Regions from separate parts of the Callithrix jacchus genome. Here region 2 is linked to region 1. Evidence: chromatin contacts called from public Hi-C data. All regions are on one chromosome and are shown on one strand. Each heading gives the region's core, a stretch centred on a gene start, on an enhancer-like site or on the middle of the called end of the contact. The rest is flanking DNA. Distances are from core to core; before and after follow the strand shown.

Region 1 (5,281 bases), core at 2,001-4,500:
AGGTTTGATTGTGGGTGACGGGAGCAGCTTCGGTGACTGGGCTGATGCCTGCAAATCTTTCTTCCTGGATTCCACCCCAGCTCCCTTCAGCCCAGACGTGTAGGGCACCTTCCAAGATGGTGTGGGATTTAGAAGGCAGTTTGGGCCTCTGACCCCAAAGGCTCCTTGTGCATGGGGGCATGTTCCATGCAGCACAGCTAATAAGCTGTGCCCACACATGTGCGGACAAGCATCGAAGTCAGGAGTGCAGGCTGAGGGGAGAGTGGCTCGGGAAGCCTTCTGGAGGGGTGGGGTCCCTATGGCTTCTGAGTCCACCCACATTGAAGCAGGGGTGCTCAGAGGCCAGTCTCTCTCAGCACCCAGAGGCACGGGGAGTGACACCTGTGAGCCTTCCCCCGCCACCATGGTGGGGGGGTCACTGAAGTGCAGGTCTGGCCACCTCATGACACTGGAGCATCTGTCTGCCCAGAATGCTTTAGGGACTCGCAGAGACCCACCTTTCTGCTCCCTCCATGCCCTTCCATCGCTGCTTCTCCTACCCCCACCGGAGGCTCCTCTCCCCTCTGCCCCTGGGAGTCAGCTCACTCAGGGTCCCTGCTGTGTCCACTGCCCTCCCTCCCCGTGAAGCTTTGATGCGCTCCCTGCATCTGACAACTGATAATGGGCCGGACTGTCTGTGGTCAACTCATCACCACCATCCCTTTCCAAGGTCGTCTCTGTGGCTCTGAGAGAATCTTGGAACTACAATTCCCAGAACACCCTGCTTCTGGAGCTACATCTTGTTCTGGCTTGGTATTTGGCAGGTGGAAGAGAAGGAAAAGTCATTATTAAATCTAAATCAGATGAAGAGCTTTCTATAAAATGCACACCAGACTTTGAAGACTTTCTAAAAAAAAGTGTTAAGTATCTAATTAATAATTTTTATATTAATCCCATATTGGAATGATAACCTTTTCTGATATATTGGGTTAATAAAATATAATAAAACTCATTTTGTCTTTTTTGGTACTTTTAAATGTGACTGCTGAAAAATTCTGAAGTACATAAGTAGTTCACGTTAGAAATCTACTAAACAGAGCTGATTTAAAGTATGCTTGGGGGCCGGGTGCAGTGTCTCATGCCTATAATCCCAGCACTTTGGGAGGCCAAGGTAGATGGATCACTTGAGGTCAGGAGTTCGAGACCAGCCTGGCCAACATGGTGAAACCCTGTCTCTACTAATAATACAAAATTTAGCCAGGCATGGTGGCTGAGTCATGAGAATCTCTTGAACCTGGTAGGCAGAGGTTGCAGTGAGTCAAGATTGTGCCCTTGCGCTCCAGCCTGGGTGCCAGAGTGAAACTGTGTCTCAATAATAATAATAACAACAACAACTACATAAAAAAATAAAGTGTGCTTGGGGATAGAAGAGGCACACACAAAGCCCTTCATAGCCACATGAGACAATAAATAGTATTACATGTTGAATGGAGATTACTGCCACATGAGCGTGGTGCAGACATTGAGAGTTAAGAGCTCAAGGGATAAAAGGAGGTCCCTGAGGGCTCCAGGTAGAGAAGAAAGGATGTGAAGGTAGGATGGAACCCACTTTGGAGTGGGGATGTGGACAGGGAGGACATGGATGGTGCAAGGGTATGGAGGCCATGCCAGGCAATGGATTCCACGGGCTAAGAGACGAATAACTCATGCCTGGCAAGATGCAAAGGCCACATGGTCTCAAGCAGGTGGGAAGAAATGGGTTATCAACTCCCCTGTGTCTACAGTCACAGCTCTATTCATTCTACCCATTGGTGCAAAGTGTTGGGTTAGGGAGGCAGACAGAAAAAGTACCGTCTGTGTGCTGGGAACATGGGCGTCATCTCCTAGGGTGCCTAGATCACAATGCACACTAAAACCCAAGCCCAATCAGCTCTTCCAGCTCTGTCTAGAATGTGGCTCCTTGAGAAGCCATGTTTTCTAGGAGTGCTGGGGCCAAGGATCTAGGCCCCATGGGGCAGGGTGCTCTCCCTGGTCCCAACCCCAAGGGCCCTGCCTCCTTGCCCCAGCCTTGTCCCAAGCCATTTCCTGGTGGTTGTAGACTTGAGTCAGGGGAGAAGTCACAGGAGGAAAAATGTTTTCCCTTCTGAGCTGAACTCACTCCATCTGTACATTATGGAGTATGGTGGAGAGGTTGTGGGGAAATAGGAAGCGGCCGCTTGAGAGTGCTTGTGCTTGCATTTTGCAGAATTTCTGGCATGGTTGTCCCTGGTCAGCTTTGAATCTGAGAAAAGCTGGGGCCTCTATGGCCGTGGCCTGGTCCTGTGGGACGGGCCTCCTGGAGCCAGGTGATCTGGAAATGAGTCCATATTGGATGTTGAGTCATTTTGGGAAGGGCTAGCTGTGGTTTTCAGGCCCCGATAAAAGGCTGCCCAGATATTAGACCAAGAGGAGCCCAGGGCCTGCCAGGCCAGAGCAGGTGCCAGAGCAGGCTGTGCTGCAGCCCAGAAAAAACTCTGATTCTAAAACCCTGACTCTAAAAGTGCTTTGCCTCCAAGGGTCTGCTTGTTGAGGGACTTTTGAAAACAGGAGAGCTTTTCCACCATTGCCTCAGGGGCCTGCGGCCTTGCTTACAAAAAGAGTTAGGCAGCAGCACAATACATCCTTCCTAAGCACCTATCTTCTACCCAACCCAGAAGCAGGCACAATGCGGGGAACCAGGGGAGGAGCCGAGGTGCTTTAAGGCTCAGGGTAGAAAGAGCCTTCAGAGGCCACGGAGACCAAAACGCCTTTGGAAGTAAATATTCCTGCAGCCACATCCCTGGCTATTAGATGTGGTCTTTGTTCTCTCAGAACAAACAGTTTAACAAAACCGAAGACATAAGCGGTGTTTGGGGGACCGGCAGGGGGTGTGCAGCCAGGAGTGAAAGCACCAGGGGGTCCTGAGCCCAGGATGACCAGGGTGAGAGGGTGACCCGTGCGTGGGACTGCTGGTGTGAAATGGTTAAATAATAATCATAAAAAGACAGCAGGAGGAGGAAGAGGAAGGGGAGGGAGAGGGGAAGGGGAAGGGGAAGGACGAGATGATTAGAGAGGCAGCAAGTTCCTCAACCCCCACATCGCTGCTGCCTAAAATCCCACCATTACATTTTCATTTTGGGGGATTAAGTTTTGTGTTCTCTATTTTTGTCTTTCAAAATGAAGCTTTCCTTGCTGAGAGAACATGTGAGGGCCCAAATAGGAATAAGAGGCTGAAAATCCAATAGCAGGCAGATACAAGAGGAAGGAAGACAAACTCCACCAATGTCACAATTTTGCCGGAGATTACCCAGGTCGGCCAGCTGCTGGCCATGTCAACAGACAGGCTGTGGAAGTGCAGAGCAGGCAGGGAAATCGCTTTGGCCTAGGGGGTCAGAGGAGGCTTCATAATCTGTATGTGTCTTTACCTCCATCGATCTCAGGAAAACCCTGCCATTTCCCTTTGTTTCTCTAAAGTTCAGCCCTCCAAACAAATCTCCAACATCTAAAGAGAAGCAAGGTCACTCTGACGCGATGGGTTCCTGTTGGCTTATACAGTTTCTTCTTTCCAAAGAGCCTGCTGGAGAAAAGCCCTTGAGATTTCACAGCGAAATTGTGAAGATCCTGGGCTCTGGAGCCAGGCCCCACCCGCTGCATCTATGACCTTGACCTCCATCTCTCTGAAGCCCAGTTTCCTTATTTGTACAATGGAACCAGTGAGAGTACAGTCATGCCTTGGTGTCTGTGGGGGATTGGTTCTAGGACCCTCACTCCCCTGAGGATACCAAAACGTGAGGGTACCCAAGTCCCTGATATAAAATGGTGTAGTATTTGCATATAACCCACACACACCCTCCCTGTGTTTTAGGTCATCTCTAGACCACTTCTAGCTCATGCAATGTAAATGCTATATACGTAGCATAGTTGCTGTCCTAAATAAAGACTGCATTTCCCAGCCTACCTGGCAATTGGCAGGGCCATGTGATTAGGTTCCGGCCAAAGTGACATTAAAGGGAGGAGAATTCCCTTCTTTGCTTCCTCTGGCTCACTGGACTCTGGAGCCTATACACACAGGATAATGACAAGGAGGAAAAGTCTTTTCATGTTTATCACAGATGCCACCATCTTTTTTCTTTCTCAAATAGGGTATTATCAATCCATGGTTTGTTGAATCCACAGGTGCAGAGCCCACAGGTGTAGTGGCCTGACTGTACTTATTTCATAGGATTGTCATGACAGCTAAACTATAAAATGCACTTGAAGTACTTAGAATGCCAGGGACTGGGTGTGGTGGTTCACACCTGTCATCCCAACATTTTGGAAGGCTGAGGTAGGAGGATCAATTGAGTCCAGAAGTTCAAGACCAGACTGGGCAACATAGCGAGATCTCATCCCTACAAAAAAATTTTTAAATTAGCCAGGTGTGCTGGTACACACCTGTGGTCTCAGCTACCCAGGAGGCTGAGATGGGAGGATCGTTTGAGGCAGGAGGTCAAGGCTGCAGTGAGCCGTGATCATACCACTGCCCTCCAGCCTGGGCAACAGAGCAAGACCCTGTCTTGGAAAAAAAAAAAAAAAAAAGCACCCTCGGCATTATGCTTGATAAATGTTGTTATGATAATCACTGATTTTCTCCAACTAGCCAAAGAATTCCTTGTCTACTGAACCAGAATGATCTTCACATAGTTCTTCCATTAATTCGATACTTACTTTCTGGGCACCTCCTGTGAGAGGGAGGCTTTTCTGTCCTCAAGGAATGTACAACCCAAGTAGGAATGGTGAGACATCATCTCAAAGAACTACAACATGGTACAGGGGACGGGAACGTGTGTTGAACCTACAACGCTCCTGTATCAGTTAGGATTAGATCTGGCTACAAGCAAACTGAAAAGCCAACAGGATGGTGTTTTAAACAAGGTGAGTTTTTCTTCTTCTGTAAACAAGCTCAAGGGGCAAACAGTCATGGGCTGGTGTCATGGCTCAACCCTCGCTAAGGATCCAGACTGTTCTCAACATGTGGCTTCTACTCCAGGACCCAGGATGGCACTTGAGCTCCAGCCTTGCTGTCCTCATCTTCATCCTTGCCATCATCTTCATTACAGCCACACTTCCAGAGCTTGTGCCAGGAACCCTTCTACTCACTCTGCAAATATGAATTCATGTAATCCTCACAGAATATCTACTATTATGTAGATATTCTTTTTATTCCCATTTTACTGCAAAGGAAACTGGTACAAAAGATTAGGTAACTTGTCCAAAGTCACACAACTCATAGGTGGCAGGCCCA
Region 2 (5,201 bases), core at 1,640-4,139, 83 kb after region 1:
AGAAGCTCACTGGCCCCAGCGCAGGCAGCAGGCCACGGTATGGAGTGGGGTGTCAGGCCTCAGTGGACAGTGTACTGAGGAGCCTGAGACCATGCGCCTTGGGACAAGGGACAAGTGGCCACAGCTCTCTGCTTCAGCTTCCCCGGCTGTGAGAGGAAGAAATCAGTGGCGGCTGCCTGTTGGTAGAGCTGAGGGAGAACACCCATGCGATGAGGACAGAAAGCGCTGTCACAAGTCAAGAGCACCCTGCAACTGTCGAATGTTCCAGACAAGCAGGTGTGTATCTCTAAGTGCCGGGTTTAGGCCTAACTTTGTTCCCGATTCCATGCTTTCCGAATTTCCCATGTTTCCTGCCATGAGCATGCGTAAGCTGTATAACCAGGGAAATATTAGACAAGGGAGAATGGGAAGTGTGTGGTGCAGAATTGGAGCTATGTCTCAGCAAGCAGGATGGTTACAGGGTGGAGGGAGAAAGGGGGTGATCCCTCCACCCCAGGCCCCAGCCAGGAAGGACACCTCAGATGCAGGGAGAGGGTGGAGCCTGAAGGGTAAAGAGGTGGGGTGATTATTTAAATGAAGGGAGCCTCAACCAGAGGAAATGGGAGCCAGGCCCCAAGATTCTCTATCCAAGGCAGTAGCTCTCTTGGCTTTCAGCCTTTGAAGGGTCAGCACAAGTGACCTGCATTTAGCTGGTGTGCTCCCCATGGTGTGGCTCTAATCCCTTGGACTCTGTCCAGAGAGAGACTCTACCCTCTTCCAAGGATGGATGACTGAGAAGGGAGTGGCAGCCCAGAAAGAGGGTGGTGAGTGCAGAGGGCAGGGGTCCTCCATGCTCCCTCATACCCACTGTCCCTGAGCCCCACAACTGTGTCTGTGTGTGCAGACCCTGGTCCCAAGGAAGTGGCCATGGCTTCTTCCAAAAGGCACATGCCCATCCAGGACCCAGGCTAGCATCCATGTCCCCTCACCCGTCACCCTGTGGCTCCCCTGCTCACTCCCATCGACACTCTAGAGAAGAAGCTACTGACAAAGAAAACGTTCAAAGATTTCAGAGTTAGCAGCAAATCAAAGTCCTGGGGGCCCTGAAACTGACATGGTAGAGATGCGGGGCACCTGCCCTTGAGATTCTGGGAGAATTGGCCTCACTCTGATCACTTACACACTTTTCTTTCATGTGTCTGCCTCTGAGCACCAGTTCCTACTGCACTGCTTCAGTGGGCAGACAGAGTGCCTGCCCCACACTCACGGCCTACAATTCACCCCTTTCCTTCACTTCCCTGTCACGGGACCACTCACACAAGGCCGGCGTGTGCGAGGCAGGAGGGCTTTGCCACAGGCCCACCCAGTGTCACCCACTAAGGAAGCCCAGGCAGCCCTTCCCCGGCAGAGGCCTTTGTGAGGAGTTTCCCTGGGCTGGGCCACCAATCTGAAGGGCCCCGAAGTGTGTCCGTGTTAACATTTCTTCACTCAACAACCACAGGCCCCACTCTGTGCCAGGCACCGGGCTCACCCAGGCCAGGCTGTGCACACACATACCACACTCACACACCCAAGCTGGACAGGGCCCCCACTCTCTTGCAAGAACTGGACAGAACTCACACTTGTGTTCACACCCAGTTGGGTCACCCTGGCATTCATTCGCTCGTCTGGACTGGCCAAGGTCCTACTCAGTGGGTTTCTGCCTCTGCCCACCAGGATGATCCCCACACCAGGACAGATGTCACTTTTGTGCCAGGGAATAAGATACCCCAAGGCCCACCGGAGAGGCCGGGGTCACTCTGGGCAGGGTGTGAATGGGGGCTGGGACCCAGGCTATTGTAGGGCCTGGCCTCTGTCACCCGGGTCCATCTGTCACTACACGCATCTGTCCCCCGGGTCCAGCTCCCAGTTGGCCTGTGTGCAGGGAGCTGTCCTAGGCTGACACGGTGCTCTTAGGTCAGGGGACTCCAAACACAGAAAGGAGGCCTAAGAACTCCCAAATGGGCGCGGTGGCTCAAGCCTGTAATCCCAGCACTTTGGGAGGCCGAGGCGGGTGGATCACGAGATCAAGAGATGGAGACCATTCTGGTCAACATGGTGAAACCCCGTCTCTACTAAAAATACAAAAAATTTGCTGGGCACAGTGGCGCGTGCCTGTAATCCCAGTTACTCAGGAGGCTGAGGCAGGAGAATTGCCTGAACCCAGGAGGCGGAGGTTGTGGTGAGCCGAGATGGCGCCATTGCACTCCAGCCTGGGTGAAAAGAGCGAAACTCCGTCTCAAAAAAAAAAAAAAAAAAAGAACGTCCCAAATGTGAAAGGGATTCGGTCCTGGCTGCTTGACCCCCCAGGCCTCAGCCATCTCTCCACTGGAAGCCTCTCTCCCCAGCACCCCTGCCTCCAGTCTCTTCCACACCCAGGGCCTCCCTCCCACCTGCCATGATCCCCTGATCATGCTGCCAGCCTCTCGTCCTAAAACGCCTGCTTCATCAGGCAACTCCCCTTCGAGAATCTTCAAGAGACCTCTGGCCTAAGGATGAGCTCTGGCTGGCACTAACGCCCTCGGGATGAACCGGAGCTGATTCTCCTGCAGTAGCCGCCTCTTTTTCCTTCCCAAGCTCTCCCTGGACTGGCGCCCACAACGTCATTCCATAGAGGCTTTGCTCTTTTGCAGCTCAGCCTCTTTAGCAAAACTTTCCTGAGCTCTTCTTTCTTCCTTCTCCCAAACGTCCTCTTTTCCTCCAGCTCCTCCCCACCCTACAGGGCACAGCTAAACTTCCACCACTTCTAAGAGGCCTTCCCTGGAGACATAGCCCCCAGGGAACCTCCTCGCTGCCTCCACACCTACTCTGCGCTTTTCCTCCCGTGACACCCCGTCTCCTGCTGGGGACTCTGCTCTCCTCGGCTACATTCGGCTTCCCAGGGCTATCTCCTCTTCCCGGAGGAAGGTGCCGTGGGCCTCCCTCGCCCCAGCCTACTCCAGCCACACAGTTTGTGTGAGTGTCTCTCCCTGGATGCTGTGTGTCCCCAGCCGGCCCAGCTCCCACCCCGACGCCGCCCCTGCGGAGGCATCTGCAGCGGCGGGGGGGTGCCTCGAGGCTCCCAGTCAGGCCGGGGCCTGCTCCGCACATTCCTTCGGAATTAAACAAGGGCCCACTGGCTCCAGGCTCCGCAGGGTGAGGATCATCCGCTTTGCTTTTCTCCCTCCCCAGGCAGCAAGGCCCACTTGCTTCCAAAGGAAAGTTCTCTGGGCAATGACCTCAGCAGCCGCAGGGAAGGGTGAAGGGTCACATCTGTGGCCATTTGGAAACCTGGGTCAAGGCCTGAGACTCTGCCCTGGGCCCCTTCATGCCTGGTGCTCGTTCCGCCATCCACCTCCCGCGCCCACACACACATGCACAGGCACAACACACACACACAGACACACGAACACATGGAAACACACACGCACAAATGTAAGCGTGTACCCAGACATAAATGTGTGTGTACACACAAGATACACATGTAAACACACAAAGACAGGCACACAAGTATAACCACAGATACACATGCAAAGGACACACATATATACACAAGCACACGCTTACAAACACACACATGAACACGCACGCCCCAATGCTGCCATTGACTGACCCGAGGTGGGCTGGGTGGCCTGGCCACAATGACAGGGCTGAGTCTCTGGCAAAAAGCCCACCCCTCCTCTCCCCAGAGCAGTTCGGAAACGGGGCAGAGCTGAGATTTGAAGCATGGCAGATCATTTTTCACAGTTCACCTTTAAACAACCTCAGCCCAAAAGACAGAGTACTTTTTACCAAAGACCAAAAACAAAAACAAAACAAAAAAAAAGATTTCCCATCACACAGCCCCCAGCCCACGGCTGTGTATAGTGAGAGAAACAGCCAACTGGAGTGGGAGGAGGGAGGAGGGAGGGTGCAAGGCCAGGCCGAGCTGCCACACAGCCCTGGGCTTCTGGAACAGGCCACAGCTGCCACGTCCGCTGGGTGGATGGCAATGTGGGAGGGCTTCAGAGTGTCTCCCCAAAAAATGTGCTCAACGCTCGGCTCCAATGGCACCCCCTACACCTCTCCTTGCTCTGCGGATCCGTCTCCCTCTGCCTCCACTTCTCCTAACCTCCCTCGCACTAGCTGGCCCATGAGTTTGAGGATCCAGGGACCAGGTGGTCCCGTGCACAAGGCAATGAGATAGGCAGTGAGACAGCGCTCTCCAGCAGACACAGATGGGTCCTCGTGGGGGAGTCTCAGGCAGTCACACCATCTCTACAGGTCCACAGAGCTCCCAGTTCCTGGATGGTGGGAACAGAGATGGTTTAAGGTCACTCCCATATTTCCTCCAGAGACCAGGCAGGCTTTGAGAGTAGATTGCTAGCAATGTCTGAGGAAACAAGAGAAGCCATAGTCCCATGTTCCAGCCCAGTCTACAAGGTTGTCGCAGTCACCTTCCTGAGACTTGGTCCATGAAACTGAGTCATATGATCCTGCTCAGATTCAGTGAGCGTGGCAAAATGCATCACATGGCCTACTCCAGGCCAGCCCAAGCCCTGGACCGTCACGGGGCCTGGCCACTGCCAGTCTCATAACTTGGCGCAGAAAAAGATGCTGCCTTTCTAAGGTATTTTATTTCCACTGGTCGGGAAGTTATTGTAATATACTGACCGTGTTAGAATAAGTACTTCAATGCCATCTGCAGAAAATATGACATAAGAAACACAGAAATTGCTCACTTTTTGGAGTCCATGAAATTATATAAAAATATGAAGATTTCCAAATAATAAAGCGTCCATGATCCCAGCAGCACCCCATCGCCTCTATCGCCCCTGCTCTGGGCTGAATTTTGTCCCCCTAAGAGCCATATGGTTGAAGTCCGAATCCCTAGCACATCAGAAGGAAGCTGTATTTGGAAAGAGGGCCATTAAAAAGGTGTTAAGTTAAAACAGGGTTGTTAGGGGCTGGGCACGGTGACTCACACCTGTAATCCCAGCACTCTGGGAGGCCAAAGTAGGAGGATCACTTGAGCCCAGGAGTTCAAGACCTGCCTGGGCAATATAGCAAGATCCTTGTCGCTATGAAAATAAGTAAATAAATAACCAGGTGTGGTGACACACACCTGTGGTCCCAGCTACTCAGGAGGCTAGGTGAATGGATCGCTTGAACCCAGGAGTTCAAGGTTGCAGTGAGCCATGCTTGTACCACTGTACTCCAGCCTG

What was found. A called contact is a pair of places that touch in the nucleus more often than the background predicts.
Region 2: a contact with region 1 is called in a Hi-C map of induced pluripotent stem cells, with 3 times the contacts expected there. The contact joins two enhancer-like sites. A contact is called at or near these places in 3 of 3 Hi-C or Micro-C datasets (induced pluripotent stem cells and skeletal muscle).

What each region holds. Positions count from the first base shown.
Region 1 is chr14:71,894,296-71,899,576 of calJac240_pri, forward strand. It overlaps LOC103787991 (a long non-coding RNA gene), which reads right to left. Exons shown (of 4, transcript XR_613787.5): 4 at 4,896-5,137. Among named protein-coding and RNA genes, the nearest start is that of TRNAI-UAU, 130 kb to the right of the region's middle. Within about 2 kb of position 3,251, at least 2 of the 16 cell types and tissues checked have an H3K27ac peak or open chromatin away from gene starts, as enhancers often do.
Region 2 is chr14:71,977,957-71,983,157 of calJac240_pri, forward strand. LOC118147344 (a long non-coding RNA gene) reads right to left here. Exons shown (of 4, transcript XR_004733640.3): 4 at 1-4,280. Among named protein-coding and RNA genes, the nearest start is that of TRNAI-UAU, 46 kb to the right of the region's middle. Within about 2 kb of position 2,890, at least 3 of the 16 cell types and tissues checked have an H3K27ac peak or open chromatin away from gene starts, as enhancers often do.